2 separate regions of the Sus scrofa genome follow, and region 1 is linked to region 2. Evidence: chromatin contacts called from public promoter capture Hi-C data. All regions are on one chromosome and are shown on one strand. The core of a region is the stretch at or near the end of the contact, and the rest is flanking DNA. Distances in the headings are between cores, read along the strand shown. Region 1 has its middle 61 kb from the start of IVNS1ABP. Region 2 holds the start of IVNS1ABP (influenza virus NS1A binding protein).

Region 1 (5,043 bases), core at 2,028-4,527, 60 kb before region 2:
ACTCATTTTCACCCACGGAATGCAGAGGAAGCAATGTTTTGCCAGAGGCCAAACACATTTCCATTCTACTCTCCCTCTCGGAACCCTGCTACTACCTAGTGAATAAGCCTGGGCTTGCCTGATGAGTAATGAACACCCTATGGCCCAGTCACCCCCATCACCCCAGCCTACAATCACTAACCACTAGACACATGAGTAAAGCCATAAGACAAGCCAGCACCCTGTTGACTTGCCACCAAGTGACCAAAGACACATGAGCAAGCCCAGCTAAGTTCAGCCCAGCCTACCTCATATCAGTAGAACCATCCAGATGACCCATAGACTCATGAGCAATAATAAGGGGTTGTTGTTTTATATCACTAAGAGTTGATGCTTTTACACAGAAGTAAATAAGGGATGTATATGCCATCTTCAGAACCTCCAAGGAGAGAGAGAAAGGAAGAGTATGAAGAGGAAGGAGACACCTTTTACACTTATTTTTTTTCATCCTCCAATCCTGTGATAAATCTGGACAGCAGTAACTCAGGAGTCTGTTACATTATTTTCAGGATTACTCTGAATACTTGAAATGTTGCCTAATTGGTTTAAAAAGGCATGCTACCATTCTTTCCATTTTTGTCATATTCATATGCATATGGTAGAACTAGACATGACTAAAAGATGTGGTTCATCATGTGGTTCTCTTGTAGACTGACGACACAGAAATTTGGAAATATTAGAGCCGGACTTATATAACTGACATCATGAGCCACAGCAACTCAGATTAACCACATACTATGGTCACACCTCATCCTGTAATACCGTATAAACAAGAGCTAAGAGAAAATACCAAACCCTCAATTAATCAGAATTCAAGAAACAAATTTTCCTTAATAAAAAAAAAAATCTATTTTAGAAGAAAACAAAAACAAACCATTATCAAAGATTTTCAGATTAAGTCCTATAGTCAGCGCCTAGTCAAGCTAATCCCATGTTCAATATTCAGGTAGGAGAGTGAGTGTCCCTATGTTTTTGAGAAATATTTTCATCAAAGACTGAGGTAAAATGGGTTGCCAGTTGACCTTCACTTTATCAAAAAAGTTAAATTACTATGCATTCCATTCAGTGATCCTGCTTTAGTAAATAGAATTATTTCCATTTTGCTACAACATAATTCCAAGATTTAAAAATCTCTACTGAAAGAGGACATGGGTTAGGAATTGTAAAGAATCTGTACAAAACTAGGCCTATCCATAAATCCCAGGTCCCAGTGCAACCAGTTGTAAAAGTTCCACTAATCTTTATAAGTTAAGAGATTTCTGAGGAGCCAGTGTTCTTGATTTTCATAGACTCCTTTCACCCTAAACCCCAGAATCAAATTAAATGAAGGACAAAGTCTGAACCTAAAATTCTGGGTGAAAATATAAACATGTCATAACCAACCTCTCTGCCATTTCAAGCCAGGAGTACAAAGGCTTCCATTACGGGGGAAATAAAGTAAAGAGTGGAACCAGTATCGTTCCAGGTGGCAAGAGATGAGAAAAGACATTTGTGCCCAAAGGACAAGGTCAGGAGAGAGGATTTGGAGAGCTTTGATTTGAGAAAAACAGACAAAACAAAGCCGAAAGTGTATGCTCTGAAGTGAGTCAAGTCATACATGAGCCAGGCTGGCAGAATAAATCAAGTCTACCCAGAGTTGAAAATGAATTAATTTCATTTGTAAGCAAAGCTGCAAAGCTAACTCTTTCCAATTTGCTTATTTATTAAGCATATTAAATGCCTTTTTTCTTTCTGCTTCTTCTACTGTATACACGTGATTATAGCACAGTTTGTTATAAGCTGTTGAGGTTTATTTTCTACTAAAGAGTGACTATAGATTTTCGCAAATGGTATAGCAGAAGGTCAATATGGCAGAGGGAATCAAACAGCAAAATCACCTATCACAATATTTGTTAAAACAAAAAAAATTCAAAAACATAGATAAATAATATTTAAAATTTAGATAGTGTTTAATATGTGACAGGTATTATACTTTTACACAAATCATTTCATTCAATAATATAATGCCATTATGAAATAAACAATACTATTATTATCTCATTTTACAGATCTAGAAACTGAAGCACAAATCAGAACCAGTAATTGGTAGACCTGAGATTTGATCCCAAGCGGTCTAAACCCAGAGCTTGCGTCTTTAACCACCATACTATTCTGCTCGAGAATAAATAAAATAGGCAAATAAACAACGTGAATAGCAAGAAGAAAAACAAGTCCTCAGTTAGCATTCAAGGAAAGAGTCAAAGCCTAATGCCATAGACTTTGAAAAGAGGCATCTGAGAAAAAAAAGAAGAAAGAAATAAGAGGGATAGAGAATGTCTACTAATCCTGTTCCCATTTACCAGAAAAAAATATTGCACCAACATTTTTGATTAAATACGTCCAGAAAATTCTTGCCAACACTTCCCACAACTTGGAGCTAAGTGAAGCAAAGGCGTGCATAGGTGAGCATAGGTGATAAAAGGGGGAGTTAAGACTCCAGACTTTACCATTTTCCAGGGCTCCGCGAGGAACAGAAAAATCCACTAAAGCCCGAGAGAATCTGTCCAAAAGTAAAATATACTCCTAACTAGTTTAACTGATCTCCGTTACAGAATATTTAACATAACCTCAGATCATAGAACAGAGCTCAAGTCTTCCAATAAAGACTGCATGTAGCTCCCATCTCAATATGCAGCCTATAAACCATACTTTGAATGGAAGAGAAACAAATCTCAAATAAGGTGCGAAGTGTCCAGAAAAATGTACCTATATCAGAGCAAATTGAAGTTCAGTCCACGTTAAAAATGAGGGAGATAAAAATTAATCATGTAGCAATGGGGGGCATGCACACACACACACACACACACACACACACATACACACACACACTCCTCAAACACACATGCACAGGATGAAACAGCAAAATAAGATGAAAAAAAATCTACAGGAGTAAGAAAACTAATTGAGCACCAAAACCACACCACTGGAGTAGGGGGTCTATGATCCCTGGTACAAATCCAGAATTTTATTTTTATAAAATTTTACTGGCACACAGCTACATTCATTCATTTATGGATTATCTGTGGTTGCTTTTGCACTGCTACAGCAAAGTTGAGTAGTTGCAACAAAAACCATATGGCCACAAAACCCCAAATATTTATCAACAGACCCTTTACAGAAAAAGCTGGTTAATACCAGCACAAGAAAATCGATACGTGATAAACAAGCTGCCCTCCTGACCTGGGCTCTTATACCCCACCTCTGTGCTGGAGCTCTCTGGTTACACCCTGAAACTGAATGTGCACTAGCATAAATGCTATATGAGCGGGTAGGTCACATTTTGGACTGCATAATTACATACCTTGAAAAATTTACAATTCTCACCCTCAACTTAAGCCAAGCATCTTTGATAACATACAATCATAACTGCTAACATTTATTTAGCACTGTGTGCTAGGTAATATTGGGCTTTTATAGAATACAGAAAAATCATAAAGGTAGTACATAAATAAATAAATACATTTTAGGTAATATTACCTCAGTGGAAAATACTTCCCTGGTGTAAAATAATTCTCCTCTTTGATCAACCTAAAAATGAGACAATGAGGAAGGAGAAAAATCAGCCTTGAAGTTTATAACATTTTATTCTCCTTCTATAAATATGTTACATTGGAAGTGTCTTTGTTATAAATAGTTTAGAGATTTATTTACTTAATCAATTTTCAGAAAAAAAATCAGTCCGTAACCCAGATTACTGAGGATTTATAATTCTTTCAAAAGGTTACAAAGTACAGTGTAAAGTTACGTGCTACTACTTTAACCTTGGCTAGGGATAAATAGAAAGTACATTTTATTCTTACTAGCCACTGAATTGAAATTTATAACTTTGAGGAAAACAGCCTGCTGGATTAGCTCACTACCTACTCCTCAAACTCCTAATGAAAGCTTCCACAGCCCCCTTGGGTGTTTCTTATTATTGAACAGATGTTAAGTTTACTTATTTGAAAATAATTATAAAGTGTTGTATAAAAAGTAAGTTTTGTTCAGAAATAAAATTTCTCAGAAGGTACCTCATTGTAAAATTGTCACTACTTTGTATATTCTCTAGGACCACTTAAATTTTGATTTTATTTGCATTCAAGCACTCAACACATGTCAGAACACACCTAGGTGTTGTTAACTTATCAAACATTTTAGCATTTGTTCTTCAAATATTTATCCAACTTAAGCCATGTTTTCCAGGCATTATGCAATGTGCTGAAAACATTAATGAATAAGCCCCAGGATTTTTGAAACTTTGAGTCATGATTACTGATGAGCTCTTTCAAGATGGGCATGTAATAGAGAAATGGAATAAGTTTCTTCTCATCTGCAAACTCTGATCACTTGATTGTTGCCTGAAGAACATTTGAGAATTCTAGGATAGCATCAGGAATCAGAGAAAACTGTCAAAAATCAGTTAGCGATATCTGCTATAGACAAGTGTGATTTGGTTTGTATTGCATGTTCCCAATTTCTTACAGCATTAAAAGGAAAAAGGACTAACTATGGGATATTGGATATCAATAATTAAGGAACGCTACAGATTCAATGCAATCCCTATCAAATTACCCATGATATTTTTCACAGAACTACAACAAACAATCCAAGAATTTCTATGGAACCACAAAAGATCCAGAATTGCCAAAGCAACCCTGAGGAACAACAACCAAACAGGAGACATAACTCTCCCAGACTTCAGGAAGTATTACAAAGCTATAGTCATCAAGACAGTGTGGTACTGATACCAAAACAGACAGGCAGACCAATGGAATAGAATAGAGAACCCAGAAAGAAATCCAGATACCTACAGTCAATTAATCTTTGACAAAGGAGGCAAAATATAAAATGAGAAAAAGACAGTCTTTTTAGTAAGTGGTGCTGGGAAAACTAGACAGCTGCATACCAGTCAATGAAATTGGAACACACCCTCACACCATGCACAAAAACAAACTCTAAATGGCTTAAAGACATAAATGTAAGACA
Region 2 (5,093 bases), core at 965-3,464:
AGCATATGGAGGTTCCCAGGCTAGGGGTAGAATTGGGTGGGGGGGGGGGAAGTGGAGGTGGGGGAGGGTGCGGTGGAGTCAGGGCCTTACAGACTCCCTTGACCTTATATTTTAGAAGTACAAATTGTGAGACAAGAAATTCCTATTGTTTAAGCCACTCAGTTTGTGATACTTTGTTACAGCAGCCCTAAACATGAATACATAAAGAGTAAAATACAAGCCAGAGTTTAGGACTGGGACAATATCTGAAGGAGGATCAGAAAGGAAAATGCAAAGACTAAAGGTTGGCACCAATTCCTAATACATCTTTCTCAGTGCCTAACGTAGAAAAGGAATTGATAGTTTTTATTTTTATTAAGCATTGTCCAAATACAGCTTGTCTAATTAAAATACTGAGTGAAGTATTATACTTTGTTACTTTACCAGGTTGAAATTGCCCAGGATGTTCCATTGTCAAATTTTCATCTGGATTATATAGTAATTGAATAGATGGATTTAAATCTGGAGTTACCTGCAAGACAAATAGAATGTATTATGTCCTTACTTATAGAAAAAGTAATATGCAAATGTGAAATTCCATACAAGGGAAAAATGTCTTGACTGATCACGCTGTAGCTTTAAGAAAGTGTTGACTGTGTCAGGTCACAAAGGTACTATTTAGAGTACAGCACGTGGGACCACGTGTCCAGCAGGCCACAAAGTCATGTGCCTACCTGAAGTGGGCAGTTCATACTTTCTCTCTGGAAGGATGACGCCCATGTTATTAAAAGAACTTAAAAGGTATGCACTCTAATAGTTCCATTTGCAATAAAAGTAAACACTGCTATCAGTTATCAGAAGACAAAAACAAGAGTTCAATGGCAAATGTCAGTCTTTTTCTCCTTAAGGAAGATATAAGATCATAACAGTAGACATGGTAAATCCTGTTGCCTCTCTCGATGGAACTGGAAGCAAAACCAAACACAAATCTCCTTGTCTCAATATTTTACAATAAAAAGTTGTAGAGCTTCAGGCAGGTAAAGGGCCCCAACATTTTTCCTGCTCCCGTAAGCACACGTTCCTTATCATTTCTAAAGAATGGTAGGAAGCAATGACAAGAGCTCCTACTAATTAAGCAGAGGGATCCAATGCAAACAAGATTAGACCCGGCAGGTGTAAGTGCCCTTATCAAATCAAGATGTGCTAACAGGACATTAGCTTAGAAGCCTCTGCCAAAATCTAAACAAATTTACTTCACTAAATCCCTTCACCTTCAATCTAGAAAACCTTCCAGTGTGCCCTTCAGAGCGGTCTGAAGTTGCTGTCAGAGCCTGGTACATATCACGCGTCCCGTTAAAGGTCTGCCTTTCCGGGTGAGGGGTGGTGGTGGTGGTGGTGGTGGTGGGTAATGAGGGTTGCTATCTGTTCTCAATGTGATTTTCTTTTTTTCCAAGAGGGCAGATCCAGCAGAGGACTGACTCAGTCTCTGAGAGGAAAACTGCACCCAGACAAAACAAATCCCAGGGACGAAAAGCAGAAGTAAACAGGTTTTCACAGCAACAGTGACATAAACATGCCTTCTCCGACCTCTCTAGCTGTTTTCTCTGAGTTACTGAAGCCTCTCAACCTTCTGTCAACGCGCCTCTGTTCCTCCTCAGTCACCACGCCTCCCCCCCGCACACCATCACCCTCCTCCAGAGATAAGGGCGACGGGCAGCCACAGACTCTTAGGTCCACTGCGGCCAGCTCCAGTCTAGGGCGGTTGCCCAGATGTATATTTAACGCGGAGAAATCTAATCTCTCACATCTAATCTCTCAGGCTATTGTGCCTCCAGGGGATGGCAGAACAGGTGAGGGTGGCCGGAGGGAACCAGTTCTCAGACGGTCCGAAAGGGCAAAGCGGGGGTGCGGGGCGACGGAAGGAGGGAGAACGCGACCAGCGGCGCGCTCGGAGCACCCCCTTTCCAGGGATCACCTTGCGCTGACCTAGTTGAACCGCGCAGGACGGAACCGAGCCGGGTGCGGGAGAAGGGCGGGGGCGGGGCGGGGCCAGAGGGGGGCGGGGCCAGAGGGGCGGGGCCCCGAGCGCAGTAAGGCTGGGCTCGCCGCTCATTCGCCGACGCCTTCGGACCGGAAGCACCCGGGAGGCGCTGGCGGCGGCGGCGGCGGCGGCTGCGGCGGCGCACGTGGTGACGTGCGAGGGGGTGCGGCGCGAGCGGGTGGCGGCGGCAGTGTGTCCCGGGCGCGCGTGGAGGACGGTCGCTGCGAGCTGCTGGGCGCAGTGTCTCTCCCTGCGGCTTCTCCGCTGCTGTGCCGGCGAGCGAGCGAGTCCCCGCGAGTCCCCGGCGTCTCTCGCCCTCCTCGCAGCCTTCGCGGACTGTGGCCCGTCTCCCCCGCTCGATCGCTCCCCCCGCCGCGGCCTCGAGGCGCTTTCCGTTGGGCCGAGTCCCGCTCGCTTCCTCCTGCTCCCCGTTGAAGCTCCAGAGATGAGTTTTTCCATCTCTTCAGAGATGAACCAGGTAATGCGCGCTGCTCCCGCCGACGGCGGGGGAGGAGGGCGGGACCGGGCTCGGAGCCGGAGGTAGCGCGGCGCGGTGTCCGGGTCCCGGGGAGGATGCCCCCAGCCGCCGCCGCCCCCCTCTCGAGGGGCGAGGAGTCGGCGCTGCGGTGGTTGCTGGGTCGCGCTGGCGGGCGAGGGCGGGGTGTGGGCCGCCCCGGAGAGCGCTGTGGCCGGGGAGTCGGGCGGGAGGAAAGAGAAGCTTTTGCTCGTGGGGACCGCGGAAACCTGGGATTAGCCGCCGCTGGCCAGGGGTGACCACCCGGAAGGTGGGCTTGGGAATCTCCGTTCTACTGTCATGAACTGACTGACGCCCAGTGTAGGAGTCTGCCCGAGGGCTGGACTCTATTCCGGAGCCCTCCCAGGACCCGGCGCGTACGGGCAGGGAGCTGGCCTAGGGACCCCCATCGGTGCCCCGGGCCTGGGGTAGGGTGGCACCCCTAATCGCCGTGGGCCGCGGGGTCCTTTGTTCCCGCTCCACGTTGCCCGCTCTTCTTGCCAAGCGCGGGGAGAAGGGGGCGGGAGGATGGAGGGAGCGGCTGCCCCTGACGTGTCGGCGCTGAATGACTGCGGGGCCGGCCAATCCCGGGCGGGGGTGTGCAGACGCTGGGCGCCTCGCCTCGCAGCCTTCGGTAGTGGGCTCGGGCCGGGCCCCGCGGGGATGAAGGCCCGGGGCTGCAGGGCTCTCCAGACAGTCACTCTGGGGGACTCGCCACTTTTTGCAAACGAAATCGTCAGAGAGGTTTGCTCTTTTTCTGTCTTTCTGCACATCTTGCAAAGCGACTCGGGTTGTAAGCTCTTGATGGTAGGAAGGCATTAGGCTGTATCAGATTGAGGGTTTAACAGAGGGAAACTTGAACCATAAATACTTTAGAAATAAATTGACTTCTTCAAGTCAACGTAGACAGATCTATTGTTTGAAACCGCTGACGTTTCAAAAACTAGTAAGTATGAATCAGATGCCTGCAGGGTTCATTTTTGTTTTCTACTGTCTTTTGTCAGTGATGGAGGATTAGACACCCAGGCATCAAGCTAGCTGTTCTTTTGAGGATGATGGGGGTGTGTGTGTGTGTGTGTGTGTGTGTGTGTGTGTGTGTGTGGTGATCTCCTGCGTTGGAGTAAATAACTTCTAGGCATAGTACTACTCTAAACAATTCAACAAATACAGCATGGAGTAGCATGTTGTCTTTTAATAATTTTAGCACTGGTGGTTGGTTTAAGGATAACAGAATACTGATGAATAGTTTTAGGCATAATCATGCTGAAACTTTTGTCTGAAAGATGCTGAAGAAGCAAGTTATTTGTATATCTGAAGATGAGACATACACTGACTATTTAGAATTGGCTTAAGAAGAATATAACACCAGCTGGCAGGCTACTTGTCAAGTGTCTTTAATTTGGTAGTGAAAGGTAAAACTGGACTAGTGTCACTGACCTAAAAGAGAGGCAGAATGGTTTTCCTCCATATTCTCCTCATAGATGAACTCTCTGTAATTAATGAATAGATGTTGATTTCTTAATCTTAATTCATAGTTCTGTTTTTCTAACTTTCCCCCCAAATAATGCATTCCAGGTTTTGGTTATAGTTTCACATTAGTGTCTTTTTGGCTACTTACTTTGGAGTGGGGCTTTATTTTTCTTGCTTGAAGGATATTTGAGGTAGCAACTGAATGTGTTTTGCAAATGTGTTGGTTTTTTAAATGTAAGATGTTTTCCTGTTGGAACCGTCTAAATCATTGATTTTAAGATGAAGTGCCCCTAAAGATCATTTCATTGACTTTTCAGCAGTATGATTGGAGAGTCAGGAAAGTTGGGGACCCTCCTACCTTGTATTCAAGAGTATAAATTGAGGAATTAATGAATAAGGGAGTGATTTCTGAGCTTTTGTTGGAACCGCAGGAAATACATGCTTATATTCATTTGTAAACTCGTTACCACCTTGTAAGTGATTTCTAAATCTACACCTGGCTCAGTATCCTTACAGTTCTGGTATCAGCCTGGTTGCCTAACAGGTACTTCACTCAGCCTTTCTATATGTCCCAAGGCAAATTCCTCTTTTCCTTCTAACTTTAAGCATGAAACAAACTGAAAATGTCTCTGCCTCGGTTTTTGGAATTCTAATTTCGATACTGATTTTGGTAATGATGCCATTGTCATCCATAGATAATAATGTATAATATCTTAATTTCCCTGCATCCCTGTTTTACCCATTCCTCTAGACCATCCCTCACATTTCTGTGAGAGGGTCCTTTGCCTCCTGCTGAAGTCTTATTCTGCTCTGCTTAAACCCTAACGTTGATCTCTTTTACTTCCTCTCCTACTCTTCACCATATGCATCCTGCAAACTACAGTCTATTGAAACAGAAATAGCTGCAGTTTCTGGAATATATGTGCTTCTCATACCTTTTTCCCCCTTTGTTCGAACTATTTTCACCACTTAGTTTGTCTTTCTGGTTGGTTTGTGGAGTGAGTGTTCAAGGCTGGGAAATGGAGTTAATAACTCCATTGTGTTACAAGCATCCCATTCCCAAATTGTGCCTGCCATATGTTTGGAACC

The links. Promoter capture Hi-C pulls out the DNA fragments that hold promoters and counts their contacts.
Region 1: a promoter capture Hi-C map of liver shows a contact between it and region 2, with 3 times the contacts expected there. The contact joins the enhancer-like site here to the promoter of IVNS1ABP in region 2. A contact is called at or near these places in 1 of 5 promoter capture datasets (liver), 4 of 47 Hi-C or Micro-C datasets (embryonic fibroblasts, epiblast stem cells, heart right ventricle and 1 more) and 1 of 2 datasets of contacts at active chromatin or transcription factors (alveolar macrophages).

Annotation. Positions count from the first base shown.
Region 1 is chr9:126,538,190-126,543,232 of Sscrofa11.1, reverse strand. No RefSeq gene overlaps it. Among named protein-coding and RNA genes, the nearest start is that of IVNS1ABP, 61 kb to the right of the region's middle. Within about 2 kb of position 3,277, at least 2 of the 83 cell types and tissues checked have an H3K27ac peak or open chromatin away from gene starts, as enhancers often do. A contact at or near this core is called in liver, where this site is marked.
Region 2 is chr9:126,476,704-126,481,796 of Sscrofa11.1, reverse strand. It overlaps IVNS1ABP (influenza virus NS1A binding protein), which reads left to right and starts at 2,214. Exons shown (of 15, transcript NM_001161649.1): 1 at 2,214-2,498.